Regions from separate parts of the Gossypium arboreum genome. Here regions 2 and 3 are each linked to region 1. Evidence: chromatin contacts called from public Hi-C data. All regions are on one chromosome and are shown on one strand. Each heading gives the region's core, a stretch centred on a gene start, on an enhancer-like site or on the middle of the called end of the contact. The rest is flanking DNA. Distances are from core to core; before and after follow the strand shown.

The links. A called contact is a pair of places that touch in the nucleus more often than the background predicts.
Region 2: a contact with region 1 is called in a Hi-C map of leaf, with 5 times the contacts expected there. The contact joins the promoter of LOC108454023 here to the promoter of LOC108454799 in region 1. A contact is called at or near these places in 3 of 5 Hi-C or Micro-C datasets (all in leaf).
Region 3: a Hi-C map of leaf shows a contact between it and region 1, with 5 times the contacts expected there. The contact joins the promoter of LOC108454855 here to the promoter of LOC108454799 in region 1. A contact is called at or near these places in 3 of 5 Hi-C or Micro-C datasets (all in leaf).

What each region holds. Positions count from the first base shown.
Region 1 is chr9:17,158,311-17,163,354 of ASM2569848v2, reverse strand. LOC108454799 reads right to left here and starts at 2,444. Exons shown (of 8, transcript XM_017753378.2): 1 at 2,044-2,444; 2 at 1,843-1,958; 3 at 1,464-1,517; 4 at 1,316-1,340; 5 at 1,053-1,175; 6 at 462-628; 7 at 266-335. The coding sequence starts at 2,247. It overlaps LOC108454716 (mitochondrial import receptor subunit TOM20-like), which reads right to left. Exons shown (of 6, transcript XM_017753264.2): 6 at 3,495-3,888. The coding sequence ends at 3,745.
Region 2 is chr9:17,816,069-17,821,112 of ASM2569848v2, reverse strand. LOC108454023 (50S ribosomal protein L27, chloroplastic) reads right to left here and starts at 2,489. Exons shown (of 4, transcript XM_017752315.2): 1 at 2,345-2,489; 2 at 1,928-2,224; 3 at 1,403-1,504; 4 at 975-1,284. The coding sequence starts at 2,221. The coding sequence ends at 1,105. It overlaps LOC108454022 (protein NUCLEAR FUSION DEFECTIVE 4-like), which reads left to right. Exons shown (of 4, transcript XM_017752314.2): 4 at 495-1,231. The coding sequence ends at 559.
Region 3 is chr9:17,678,891-17,683,934 of ASM2569848v2, reverse strand. LOC108454855 reads right to left here and starts at 2,817. Exons shown (of 8, transcript XM_017753459.2): 1 at 2,567-2,817; 2 at 2,423-2,463; 3 at 1,286-1,343; 4 at 728-821. The coding sequence starts at 2,660.

The DNA.
Region 1 (5,044 bases), core at 1,195-3,694:
GTAAGCAACAAGTGCTATGAAACAAAATATATAATTTAACTGGCTCCATTCTATTTTCACTTCTCCAAATTATATTTGCATGACATAGACATATGAACTTGATATTAAAATCAAAAGTACAACATTCTAGGTGGTTCATTAAAGAGGGATCCAAGAAAGTTTATTGCTCTCCGAGCATAATTTGTCTGGAAAGTAGTAGATACTGCCATAGCTCAAGGTGAGATTTTAACCTTGTATGATAAATTGAACCAGGCAAAGTTCATACCTCTGCTCCATATATATCAGCTATCACAACTGGATCTATCATCCACTCATTTTCTTTAGGCCACTTGACACTAGCAAAAGGGAACAAGACATTAAGTATAAAATCATAAAGAACATAGAGAATAAAAAGCTGGAGCCATATAATTAGTTTGGTTTATCCACTGGCCTATTAATGTTTGCAGCTTCAGTATACCAACCTTGTGGATATTAAAGGTGCATCCATCTTTTCTAATATTGCTTGACATATAGCATCATCGGGCATACGAACACCTACATTTTTCCTTGCAGAATATTTTGCTGTAGTTGTGCCATACCTCACACATTGTTTTGGCAACTCTTTGGTAGCAGTTAAGATGAAAGTATACTGTTTCCACAGAAATTTTGTTGCAAGTTAAAAATATATTCAGAATAAATTGTGGAACCTATTGCCCACAAATATTCCACTTCATGACCCTGCAATCTAACATGCAGACACGCAAGGAGAACATATTTAGCCAAAAAGGTCATAGGTTCATAAGAGTTCATCATGTTTGAAATCCCACTATGATGTGTTCATTGATTAGCCAACCATGGGGAAGCAGGAAGATAATAAACATTAAAGCCATTAAGACTAAGTGCAGAACAAGAAGAATTTCTGCAAAGAAGCCACAATAAGTGGATCCTACACCTCATCTTAACAATAAATAACAAAGCATTCCTTCTATTCTGGCTCTGTTATGCCACCAATGGCTACTTAAGGTTCCTTCTGCTAACAATAATAACAAGAATAAGACAAAGAACATTCTTACAGGCCCAGGCAAGCAATGCTTAACAGCTCGAAAAATATTCGCATGACCTTGGCCATCACCACGAGGGAACCCCGTCGTATAAGTGTCAATGTCTCGAAGAGAGCGGCATAAAATACTAAGTGGCTGCACAAAGCCATAATCAGTAAAAAGGACATGAAAAAAGCAAAAATAGATGCATGGAAAATTTTGGTACTTCGCTTCTGATTTGAAAAAAGCGCCCAAAAGCAATGTTAGCATCAAGTTTGATAGGTATTGAAATTTACCTTGGAAGGTTCAATGTTTTTTATTCTGCAATAGGAGAATATACAACAGCTTTTATCAGCTAAAGATTGAACTCAGATAAAGGTTTAAACCTATAAAATTAGTATAAAAAAATAAAAATAAAAAGGAAAATTGCTACCTGTAACCTACCTTCGAAGACGTTCAATAGCTGAATGGCTTTTCAAATGACAAACTATAGAATACCTACATATGAACAAAGCAACATTAAATTGAAATTAAGAAATTTCAAAAGGACGTTGTAAGGCCCTGTTTTGACCCTTAATTTTTCACATTGTGTTAATTGCTTCAATTAAAAAAACAATCAAACCTAAAAGTACTAAACTGCAACACGTTCAAATGTACTAACCATTTCAGTCAAAAGTAAATGATGCAAAATTTTCCTTTTTAACAGAACACTAAATTTTGATGTTTTCATTATATTTTTTACATCGAAACATGGTTTTCGCTTCTAGAAACCAAAAATAAAAGTAAAAGAAATAATAAGAGAAGTAATGTTGATAGCTCTTACACAGTATCAGTAGGAATAACACCAACAGCTCCTTGGTTTAAAAGTTCAATTACAGGTTCAAGTTTCCAGTTTTCAGTTCCCGAAGGATCGACTTCCACGTAAACCAAATCATCTATCTGTCAATTTCAATTTCTTCAACTTTCTTTTTCACTTTAGTTTTTTACAGATCATAAACATGACTAAATTGAGAAGAAATTAGACCTTGGAAACGCGAGGAGCAGAGTACTTGAGACGTTTCGGACTCCTTTTAGCCGCCATAGCTAAGACGCGAAGCCTAGTGAGTTTAGCACAGTCGAGGCGGACACGGGTGGGATACGACACCGCACGCGGCGGAGCGAGTGCGAAAAAGTGGCGAAAGGAAAGGGAGTGAGTGGATTGGGTAGGGAACAGTTTCGTTCCCGCCATTTGCAGGAGGCACGAATGAATGCTTTAGTTTTATCTGGAATTGAGAAGAGGTTTCAAAAAGCAGTTAAGAATGATGATGAATCAACTGTTTTTGGTTCACATTTTATAGAGATCAGCCAAGTATGACCGGAAGCAGCAAGAAATTTCGATTTATTTTATTTATTGCCACAATATAGGCCTAAATAAACCCAACTTCTATTAAAATGATCTTAGGCCCGTATGACGGTTGTTTTCCATCCAAATCCACCAAGCCACTACAATTTACAATAATTAAAGAAATTATCAGCTGAAAAGCTAATCTAAATTAGAACTGATATGATATTCACTCCAATATCTAAATTTGCAAAAACCACAAATATTAAATTCACACTATCCACTCTTATCCTTCAATTATCTAAAACTCTGGTTAAATACCATCCTTTAAAAACAATTCTCAATTGGGTAAATATACATTTGGTATATGAATTTGATTTCAAGGTTTAAATTAGTATCTAAAGGTTTTTTTTTATCCAATTAGTTATCTAACTTGAACTCAAGATTCAATTTAGTACCTAAACTCCTTTTCTTTTCTTTTTTTTGTCAAATTAACTACCTGGTACCTAAACATTTCTTTTTGTCAAATTAAGTTACCTAAACTTGGCTTTTTGGTTTAAACATATGCTTAAGAACTAGTTATCTAGTTCAAATTGGTTCAAATAAATCATTTATTGTAACTATTAATTTAGACCAGAAAGCCAAGTTCATATACCCATTTAGACCAAATTAAACTTTAAGTATCAAATTGAACCTTGAAGCTAAATTCAATTAGGTACCTAAACTTGGCCTCAAGACTCAATTTGGTACCCAAAATTCCCTTCTTCTTTTTTCTTTTTTTTGTCAAATTAAGTACTTAAACTTGCCTTTTTAGTTAAGATATATGTTAAAAACTAGCTACATAGTTCAAATTGGTTCAAATAAATCATTTATTGTAACTATTAGTTTGGACCAAAAAGCCAAGTTCAATTACCAATTTAAACCATAAATGCCAAGTTCATATATCTAATTGGACTAGATTAAATTTTAAGTACCAAATTGAACCTTAAAGCTAAATTCAAATACCTAACTGAACCCAAAAAGAAAAACTTAAAGTACCAATTTAGATCTTAAAGCCAAATTCAGGTAGCAAAATGTATATCTACCCTTCTCAATTCAATCCAAAGATCCTTCTAATATTGTTTTTTTTTTTTTTAATATACAAAAAGAATCACTTTTCCCTATTGACAAATTTGAACAAAAACAAAAAGTATAGATTCGAATAAATAATCAACAGAAAAATTTTTCATGTTAATAATCACTCAACTATTCTCCAAATAAAGCAATTGTACTGTAAATGACTAGTGTTCAAGCATTAGCCGAGAAGCACGAATAAGGTCAAAAAAACTAAACTAACATAAATTAGGGCTGCTTGAATCAATGCAAACAGCATTTAGATGTCGGGGCGTTGCTTGCATCCTGTGATTATCGTGGTGGTAGTGGTGGCAGCTGTGAAGATGGTATCTGAGATTTTGCAAATCCAACCCATGCAACAATGCCAACAGCAAGGATTACCCATCCGAAAATGTCGTATTTGAGATCACTACTTTTCTTATTTTTTGTAGCAGTCTGCAAGAAGGTAAACAGAGAATTCATACAAAGGAATAATATATAAAAAAAAAAAAGATCATGGCCTTCAAGTAACACTGCATACAAATTTGCACTTCAAATGAAAGAGAATCGTAACATGGTTGAAACAGTGACTGAACGTATGCTCATTCTTAGCTAATAATCCCCTTATTCATCATAAGAAAAGCATTTGATGGGAATTTGAGAAAATCCAGCAGCTCAATCAGCATTCTGCAAAAGTAAGCTACATGAAATCCGTTATCTCCATCTCACTAGATCAATGTTTACATTGTTAGGTTACTTCCTGCCAAACTACTTACATTTATGTGATATTTTGCAAGCTTTTACCCCTCTTCATTACCAAAACCACTCGTGCACAAAAGCATTCTAGGTCTACATTATGCAGGATTCAATCATCTAAAAACAATCTCCTGATTTGTCCTCCGCTGCTGCAGCTTTCCTCATTTCAGCCATGCTCATTTTAGGGTAGAGATGTGTCGTTTCTAACTCAATACATGGTAACATAAAGCATGATTAGACCTTTTGCCATTGTAATAATATCTCGTGCCTTGGTATCAAACATTTCCTCCATAGCACGTTTGTATCTACCTACTCTAATCCTGTGATTAATTGATTACCACTTTGCTCAAGTTTTCCTTCACCAATAAAAGCTCAAAAGCCCAAATGTCAATAATGGCTCTTGTAAACTTAAATGCACTGGTAATTAAAGAAAAATAAAAAGTATAGCATAAGCTTGTGGTTATTGATCCCACCTGTTTGGGCTGAACCTATTTTAGAGTCGAACATTAGTTCAATTTCGATTCTCTAACTAAGGCTTAGGTTGTGAATTTATTTCTTTCCTTCGTTTTCATGATTATACTTTTATTTCAGTTGAATTTAGCTTCCTTCTAAGAATAGGTTTCCTCTTTATGTGATAAAATTGGTCCTAATTTGAAGGGACCTATGAAATAATAAAATGCTAAGCAGAATTTCTATCAAAAACCTTAAAGAGATTCAGGTCTCTTTTTAATGAGACCTAAGCTTTCAATCTCTCTTCAATGGGCAGAAAGGTTTCAGTCTCCCTTTAACGAGCTGAATTATCAATCACCATAAGTCATTCCAAGAATCATGATAAAGGGAAACCAATCGATTTTGA
Region 2 (5,044 bases), core at 1,240-3,739, 660 kb before region 1:
GATTATGTCAGGATTTTGCATCATTGCAGTCGTTTTAAGCATGATACTTGTGTACCGTACTAAGACTGTTTATGCTCATCTTTATGGAAAATCTTGTATCCGATATCAAGGATGAAATTGACTGATTGAGGAGGCCTTCCATGAAAATATTCAGCCATTTTTTATGGCAGTGTTTTTGTGCAAAAACTGAGGTCATATGAATTCTCCTTAAATTTGTGATATTAGTATGCCCAAAAGTTAATTTAAAAGATTCCACTATTAGCGTTCAAGTGGTGTACATATTCTCAGTTGATTATGTAGATTTTAACTGTCTTGATAATGTTTAAAGCACTGTGGCCTTGATGGTACTTCGAAGGATGTGATTACTGGACAAATTGTCTTTTACATATTATCATATGATCATCTTGTAGTGCTACTAGGAAAATACAACTATACAATCCTTTGCTCATAGTGAACTACCAATAGAGCTTACTTGGGGTCTTACTGAATTACAGGATATCCTTTTCCAAGAGAATTTCAGATGAATTTACACTCAGATGAAAGAAAGCAGGTTCAGTGACGTTACTAAGGTCAAAATATCAGTTTCATTCCATGAGGTGTTATGTTCTATGTTGGTCACCCTTGTGTGCAAGTTTCGGATATTGGTATTTATCTAACACGGGTATATTCAACTTTTTAAAGCTTTTTCATGTATTTCGAGAGTCTTTAGAGAATAGTATTCTCAACTCAGAGATGCATCAGACATGGAAGCTTCAAAATAAAAAATGAAGAATCAAAGCAACATAAAATTGATGGAGCTTCATTTTCAAGGAGAAAATAATAGATTAATGACTTACATGCATTGTAAGAGAATGTCATGATACCTTCCAATTTTACTTCATTTTAAGATACTTGTAAAACGAGTATCGCTAAATGCTAAGTTACTAACAGTATCCTCTCAAGAATGTGAGGGAACTAAAATCAGATGCCAAAAATGGACAAAAATAACAAATGAAACTAGCCATTAAAATTTCCAAATTGGATACATCAAGTTTGTACACTTTCCAGATACCAATCTAACTTCAATACAAGAAAAGCATATATAGATATAGTTCACGGATTCAATCAGCAAACAGGATTATCATCCGTAGCATCGGCAGCCGAAGCAAGCACAAGTTCAGGTTGAACTAAAATTCCTTCCTTTTTTGCCTTCGTTTGATCACGTCGCATCCTGAAGTACTCTCTCTTCCTTGCTCTATAGCTGTTGGGATTCTCAGGCTGAAGTACTCGTGGGTAAACACTAATCTATGAATCACATAAAACCCAGAATTCATATCAGCTTGAGGAATGCAATGATAAGAATGAATGAACTGCACACCATGAATTTGAAAGTCTTAAAAGTGTGATTCAAAATGACTGAAACCTTCTTCTTGTCGGCTCCGAACTTCTCGAATTTCACAAGTCCGTCAATCAATGAAAAGATTGTGTGATCCTTGCCAAGCCCCACATTTTTCCCTGGATGAAACTACCCAAGCAACAAAACTTTCCAAAGGTTACTCAACTAAAGCTAGAAATGTTGTAATTTGTAGGAAAATTTATGATTTTCAACCTTGTACCATACCCAACTTCAATATTAGTCCTTTAATTTAACATACTTTGATCCTCCTACTATTATTAACATTATAACTTAGTCCAAATCACTAAATCCCCAAGTATAATAAGGGACAAAAGCCATAAGTTAACCTAATTTGTAATGCTTTCTGGCTTTGAGCCTTCAAACTCGTTTTCTTCTTCTACAATGAAGTCTTAAAAGACATCATTACAGCATCTTTTTTTTTTTCAGTTCAAAAAACCCAAATATAACATTTTTTTTTTTAGAAATTAGAAGCTAAAAATTTCCCTATAAAAGAATCAGAAAAATATAATTAAATACGCAAAAAAATTGAACCTTGGTTCCACGTTGCCTAACGATAATAGCGCCGGGCTTGGCGACCTGGTCGCCGTAGATTTTGACGCCGAGTCGTTGACCCTTTGAATCGCGACCGTTTTTAGTACTACCGGCTCCTTTTTTGTGCGCCGATTCGATCGTCAAAGGGAACGGAGACTTCCTCGGGAACGAAACGACTGCCGTTTTGTGAATGGAACCCACTTCGCCTTTCATAAAGGACGACGTCGAGCTTGATGCTAGAGAAAGACCCCTAAATGCTCCCACCAAATTGAAGCTCATTGTTGCAGTAGCCATTTCCTTTCAGCAAAAAGAATAAAAGAAAAAACAATAAATTTAAGCTAGTTTATGCAGTTTTAATTTATTTTTCTGGTTTCTAATTTAAATTTCTATACTTTTAGGATTTATTTTTGGACTTACAGCTGAATTTCAAAGAAGGAGAGGTTGGAAAAGGAGGGAGGGCTTATCGTTAGCTGATATAAAGAAACCTCATCGCATTCGTTTCAAAACCTTTTATTTTCAAGGGTATATTATACAAATGGTCACTCAACTACGTTCATGTTTTTGTTTTGCTCATCTAACTTTAAATTTTTCAATTTAAACACTAACGTTTGAATTCATTCATGTAAGCCTTTTTCTAACTGGTATAATAATATATTTAGTCGTTATTACTTACATATTCTATCAATTTGATCCTAATTTTAAATAATTTAATAAATTTAACCCTTCACATTTCCTAATCAAAACTTTTAACTTTTAAAACATAAGCATTTTAGTTCTATAAATCTATAAAATCCTAAAAAATACATTTAATTGATACACACAAATAACCCCATGTAATTTATCATAATAGTTAGATATATCAATTAATTGATGCACAGAAGTATATATGAACTAAATGTATATAAATATAATTTTATAGAAATTTAATAATTGATATTATATTTAAGTTTGAACAGTTTTTATATTTTGTAGTTCAATATCTTAAATCATTATTATATTTTTATGGTATATATAGTATACATATATGAAAAACATTTATAAAATCTATTATTTTTAAGGTTTTTTAAGTTGGATTTTATTAATCTATTTTGAAAATATTTTGTTTACATAGTTTAAACTTTAAATTTTAAGTATGTTACTTAAAAATTTAAATTATTCTTAATTTACTAATAGTTAGATGGTTACAAGTGTAATTTATCTTAAAAACATATAGAAACTCAAATCTATAAATTACAAAATGATTAAAAATATTTTAATTGATACACATGCATCTAGCCTGTACAGTGCATGAGTATATTTTATTGCACCAGATACAAATGAGTGTCTTTATTTTCTTAGGGTGTCCATTGTATTACTTACAAATCATATATTTATTGGGTTAAGTGATAAAAAAATTTAATATCTAAAATTTTGAGTGTTGTATATTAGAAAAAAAAACCAAAAAAAAAAAGTTTTATTGGGTTACTTTGATACCAATAGAGAGCCTCTTACCATTTTAGTATATGTACTTTTTTGTTCACTTTGATACTGAACTTGGCAACCAAATCCATATTAATCCCCTAAACTTGGATTTTATTCAGATTTAGTGATTTGATTTGTGTTCTTCGAACATGACTGGATTAGTCAATCGAACTGATTAGACCGAGAACCTATCGATATATTAGTTCAAACAAAGGGGTTGAACCTATTGGATTGAAAACTACTTGAAATCAAAAAAAGAAAATAAAAAAAAATAGGACCAAACTAGTAGTTGAAAAAGATGTAGTTTTTTTTTTCCTTTTTTTAATTTTTTTATGAATTGTTTTATTATTTAATTAATTATTGTTGATATAATAGTTGGACCGGTCAAACCAATTGAGTCAAGAACTAGTGATTTGACTAATTCAACCATTGGTTCAGTTATTAGAACATTATATGCGATATTTTAATATTGTACCATGCCATAACCTATAAATTTATATAATTCTTTTTACATTTCAAGTGATGATGTGATACAATCTCAAGTGCCACATCATCTAACTTTTATATTTTTCAAGTTCAAGAATAATGAATTTAGTTGCTAAGTTGAAGTACCAAGGTGGATAAAAAAGTACATATATCAAAGTGGACCTAGTTACTAAGTTCAAAGACAAAAAATATATTATCTCTTTCTTATATTAAAATAATTTTTTATATCTAATTAGTGTTTTCAATGGTTCCAACTTAATTGGAAAATGTTTATAATTTTAATTATCTAAACATATTTCACTGCGTTTAAAAATATGTTTGATTGATAAAGTGTAATTTTTCATAATTTTCAATATCATGTTTAGTAGTATAAGAAACTTGATTCAAGCTGAAACTTGAGATAAATCCAATTGAAAACAAGGAAAAAATCAAATTTATAAGTAAACATATATTATTACTTAATAAATTATATGATATTATTTAAATTTTAAATAAAATATAAATGAATAAATTATAATGATTTAATTCATAATTATATTAAAATTTTATTACCAATAAAAGTAATCAATTTTATGTTACAACAAAATTAAAATAAATTTTAAAGAACATAAATTATGAGTATAAAATAGTTTTAGTATAATGTATTATAAATATAAAAATAATAATTATTCATATTTATAAAATTTAAATTTAATGATTGTATAAAATACAATAACTTATAATATAAAAATTAAAATATAGTAAAAATAAATTTATAATTTATGGTTAAATACAATTTATTAAGTAATACTAATAATATAATTAATAATTTAAATTTAAATCATGTTTATCTTAACAAAAATAATATCTATAAAAATAATTTTAAAATAATTTTAAATTAAATTAACATTTTCTTTTGAAAGTTGCTTCAATTTTTTTAGGAAGATAGGAAAACTAAAGTAAGTGTTCAACAATTGGCGTGCCTTGGAAATTGTTCACCGCATGAAAAGAAATGAAACAGACTAAAGGAAATAATGAAGAAAAGTTCTATCTTCCTAACAAACAAAAAGCAAACAAAGACCTTGTAGCTTCAAAAGCACAGAAACCAGCTTCAATGTCTCTATCTGGGAAAAAATGGACATGAACGAGCTCCCCAGCGAAGTGAAAAAATACCTCTCTAATCTGGTGGAT
Region 3 (5,044 bases), core at 1,568-4,067, 520 kb before region 1:
CCGCAGCACACACTTCTTTGACAAAAGAAAATTGCAAGTGGTACAAATATCACAAAATATAATTTGTTATTGGCCAAATCCATGTTAGGAAAGGCCATTAACTTGGTTCTTTAATTAAGGCTTAGATTTGCTAAGATTACGCTTTTATTTCTTAGATTTCTTGATTTATGTTTTTGTTTCAGTTGATTTATTTTCCTTTTTATGTAATAAGGTTGGTCTTTAATATTAAATAATAAATTAATAAGTTTTTAGAAAAAACCCTAAGGAGATTTGGTTCTCTCTCTAACTTGTCCTAAGGTTTTAGTTTCACTTTGATGAGCTGATCTATCAATCCGAGCACAAGGTCGTAACGTAATTCTTTTTTTCTATTTCCTTTGCTTAACCTAAACCAAAGTACTATTAGACCAAACTATACTAAAACATATACAAATCAACCTAGTATGAGATGTCTTATATATTACAATAATTACACGTTTCATGCAAATCCCTGATGGACAGACAAGAGACTATGTGTGAGCAAAGGCTGAAAGAGTCCACAAAGTTCTTCAAATATCTGAAGTAGTAAATGTAACATCTGAGTTTTGTCTCACTTGCAGATACAAGAAGAATGATTGTGGACTATTCAAGCATTTACAACAGTTCGTGCAATGTTTTCATTAAGAGCAATTCAAACCAAGTCATAACAGGCATCTCCACAGACACACATCAAGAAAGAGAGAGAGATTACTTGGCAACAAATCTATAATAACGAATCATCAAATCTTGATCATTCTCGTAAGTCATATTTACTTTCCCCAGGCATGCAAGACCGAAGCTAGGATCTGTAGCAGAGAAATGAAATCAAGTAAAACACTGTCAAAAGCTCCAATAAAAACTATATCAATCATTTTACTAGTTCCTGGATTCAGCTCTTGTAGACAGAATACAGCTTTGCAACAAAACCATGTTACATTCTGAAATGAAAATGGAGAGGGAATTCCCTTCAAATATTAACAGAAATGAGGTAATATCACTTTACCATACCCTGAAACCCACTTTCCATTACAAAAGAGATATTTAATTGTTAGACTATAGGATTACAAAATATGCTCGACGATGATGGGATGACCAATAGTCACACGAAGTTTGAATGTGCCTTTAAAGAAACAAACCAATGACCACAAACACCTAGCATCTATTCACATAAAATGTAAAAGATAAACATGGGTTACATTTTACAATTGTAGGATCATGTAAGCTTAAAATTATTCCAATCGTAATTCATGATATAGAAAGACAAACTTACCAATACCCATCTCCAAAAGTATCTCTTCCTGAACTGCCGTGGTAACAGCAACCGGTTCCTACAGAAGGATTTGTAAATCTTTAAATGGGGTTAAGACACTTAAAAATAATCAACATTCCTTATGATACTACAAAGGCCATATCTAAATTCTGAAGTCTTACTTTCATGTCCACAAGTACAACTCAAACGGAAGTACTAAATGACAAATGACAACAGTCTAAAAGCATAGTGTTAACGCATGATCAAAATCAGTTTACATAATAAAAAAGGAACATATTTAAACCAACATAACGAACTAAAGGTATGCTTGGTTGGGTGAAAAAGTGGAAGTAGAGAAGGAGGGAATGGACAAGTGGAAAGAAAAGAAATTTTGAGTATGCTTGGTAGGGAAGAAAAATGAGAGGAAAGAAAAATAGAACAAATGATCATTTTCCATCCTAATGCATAAAAACCAATCATTCCAAATTGGAATGACAAGAGGAGAGGAAATGAGCAGTGTACCTAAGTTCAAAGCTATGCATTTTTCAAAAGTTTCATTTTTTTTTTCATCTCATTTTTTAAACTCTACCAAGCAGTAGAAAGAAACAATATGTAATTTTCTTTCAATTTTTCCACCTTTCCCTACCAAGCTTCTTTATGGAAAGAAAATTTATATTTTCCATCTTTCTAATTTTCCACCCTTTCGATTTTCCATCTTTCCAATTTTCTTCCCACCCAACCAAGCAAAGCCTAAAAGAATTTTGTTAAAATACAAAGCCATTTGCATAATTATTATTCGATCACACATTCAGGCTCACATGAAAATCTTGTCGACCATGTTGATCAATAATAAATTTACATGGAAGATCAAGTAGTTTGAAAATAATCCATGTCATCATTAGAACAATATTATCAATTTCCACCTATACTAGTCATATATTATAAAAAATAGAGAGACCAAATTATGTAAAATGAAAGTAGAAGCATAGAATACTAAATTTTGACTTAGTAAAGGGATCAAAAACAGAATTAGACCAATCACAAACGAAGCATTCTCCTCAAAAGTGAATTTATGTATCCAGCTGAAGCTCTCAAGCCCTTAATTCCTAACCACAGAAACTAAAAGCAAATTTTAAATAAATAAATAAATAAACCAACCTGCTTGTCATTCACAGCGTCTACAATCCTCTTCTTAAAGTCTTCCAAGATAAGGAGAATGTTACTACTCACGAGGATGGAAAAAAAAAGGAGAAACGAAGGCAATTAAAAAGTAGAGGAAATGAAAGAAAACATGGAAAATACCTGGCTGGGAAATAAGAAGAGAGAATCGATCAAATAGATATGACAATTGCTCCCTTGATAATGTCCCGTATTTCTGCAACTGGGTATTCGCCATTGATAAATAAAATTCAAGGAAATGAGATATCCAAATGAAAAAAAAAAAAGGAAAAAGGTCTGCCTTCTAAAACTAGAGGACAGGCGAATCAACAAGGTCCTTTTCTCATTACTGTACAGTTACAAAGTTACCCTCTTTTAGATTAAGTTCCATCTGGAGGGAGTTATTCAGCTTTGCCCATCAGCCCGGCCCGCTTTGGATCAGATTTGGACCTAGATTTCAGTCCCGAGCCGATTTCTATAAATATTTCAGGTTTAATTGAATAGAGGTAGTCCGTAAATATTTATATTTTTTAATTTCAAAAAAAATATTCATGTTTTTTTTGTTGGGTACTTAAAATTTATTTCGTAATTAATGTTGGCCATTACTATTACATTCATTTTTTAAAAAAATTCAGAATGAATCAAGAAGCACCACAACACCACACCATTAAAATCTAATTAAATAAAAATAATTATATTAATAAATAAAAATATTGGGCAAATTGTCAATAAAAGTCTCTTTTTTTTAAATTTACCGAAATGGGCCAGGTCAGAAATAATTTACCGGAATGGGTCAGTTTTTATAGAACGCGTCCACGTCAGCGCGTTGTCAGGGGAAAAAGTAGGAAGCGCTTTCAAGGAAGCGCTTTGCTATTTATGTGATGTAAAACGCCTTGAGGGCGACTTTTCATTCACGAGGCAAAGCGCTTCCTTGAGGAAGCATTTTCCCCGTGTTTGAACAGTAGTAACGGCTACTTTTTTTACCGTTGGTAACCCCCAACGGTCCAAAAAAAAACTATAAAACCCCCACCCCTTTCATTTTTTTCACAGTTAAATCCTTTCAATCTTCAATCTTTCAATATTCTCTCAAATTTCTCTCAAATCTCTCAAATTTCTCTTAAATTCCTCTCAAAACTCTAGTTAATTTTTTCAAAAAAGCTCTAATTTTATTTTTTCTAAATTTATTTTTTAAAATAAAAAAATTTGATCGTGTTAGCAATGGCCGGAGAATTAATTCGCTTTGATGATAAACACATATCCGTCGAACAAATGCAAATGGTAAGTGTTAAATTTAATATTTAAATATTATTTAAGATTTCATCATTTATGCAAATTTAAATAATTTTATTTTATTATTTCTTATAAAAGTCAGAGATCGGATATTGCAATGCAATATCCGTAACATGACTGGTCCTCCATCACCGTTGATAGAGGATTGCCTACGGGAAGCGGGTTTTTGGCACGTGGCGATGATAGACCGGGGGTGCAAGTTGGACCCGAAACTTATTAGTGCGTTGATAGAAAGGTGGAGACTCGAGACGCACACATTTCATCTTCCATGTGGAGAGTGCACTATCACTTTGGAAGACGTGCATTTGCAATTAGGATTGCCGGTGGACGGGGACGTAGTCACTGGGTCCGTTCATTTTGCTGATTGGGGAGCGGTATGCTATGAGCTTTTGGGTGCTATTCCGGATAATATTAACGGAGGTCGGATCGAGATGGGCTGGTTACGAGACACATTTCTGGAGCCAGATGATGATTCTACTGAACTAGAAAAAATTCGATATGCACGAGCATACATTCTTCAGATAATTGGAGGTTATCTGATGCCGGACTTGTCACAAAACCTTGTACATCTGAGATGGCTGCTGAAACTCGTTGATTTTAGAGCAGCTGGTGAATTTAGTTGGGGGTCTGCCGTGTTGGCAACACTGCATCGGAGATGCCCGGCTACTGATCGAATAAAGCGAAAATCGGAGGTTGCCTATCACTACTGCAATCATGGGCACGGTTTCACTTTCCATTTTTACGTCCTCGAGTGGATCACCCATATACATTCCCACTCATAATGAGGTAAATTTTATATTAGATTTTACAATTATTACGTAGATTTAAAATATAATCATATGCTAAAAATTTATTTAATTAGGTGGAACCATTCGGCAAGTTATGCTCGATTACCTACCTGTCTTGAAGGTATACGGCTTCTATTAGAGCAACGGTCAGAAGCACAAGTAAGTATTAAAAATGTATATATATACATACATAATAAAATAGTGGATTCGTATTTAGTATTTAGTATTTTTTATTTAACTAATATTTCCATCATTTTTATATAGTTTCAATGGACACCATACGAGGATCCGGCAATTCGGCCAGTAATTCCGGATGAATACTTGCAAAATCCGAACGCTTGGCACGTGAAGGTCCCATTGGTCAACTTTGCTATTGTGGAGATGCACCAATCAGACAGAGTATTACGGCAATTTGGATTCCGACAACTGATTCCTGTGGCACCTGAGGTGTTGGATGATCATTACAAAATCGACTTACGGCAATTGCATACGGATTGGCCGAGATTCTGGTCACACTATATCCAAATGTGGAAAGATCGGTATG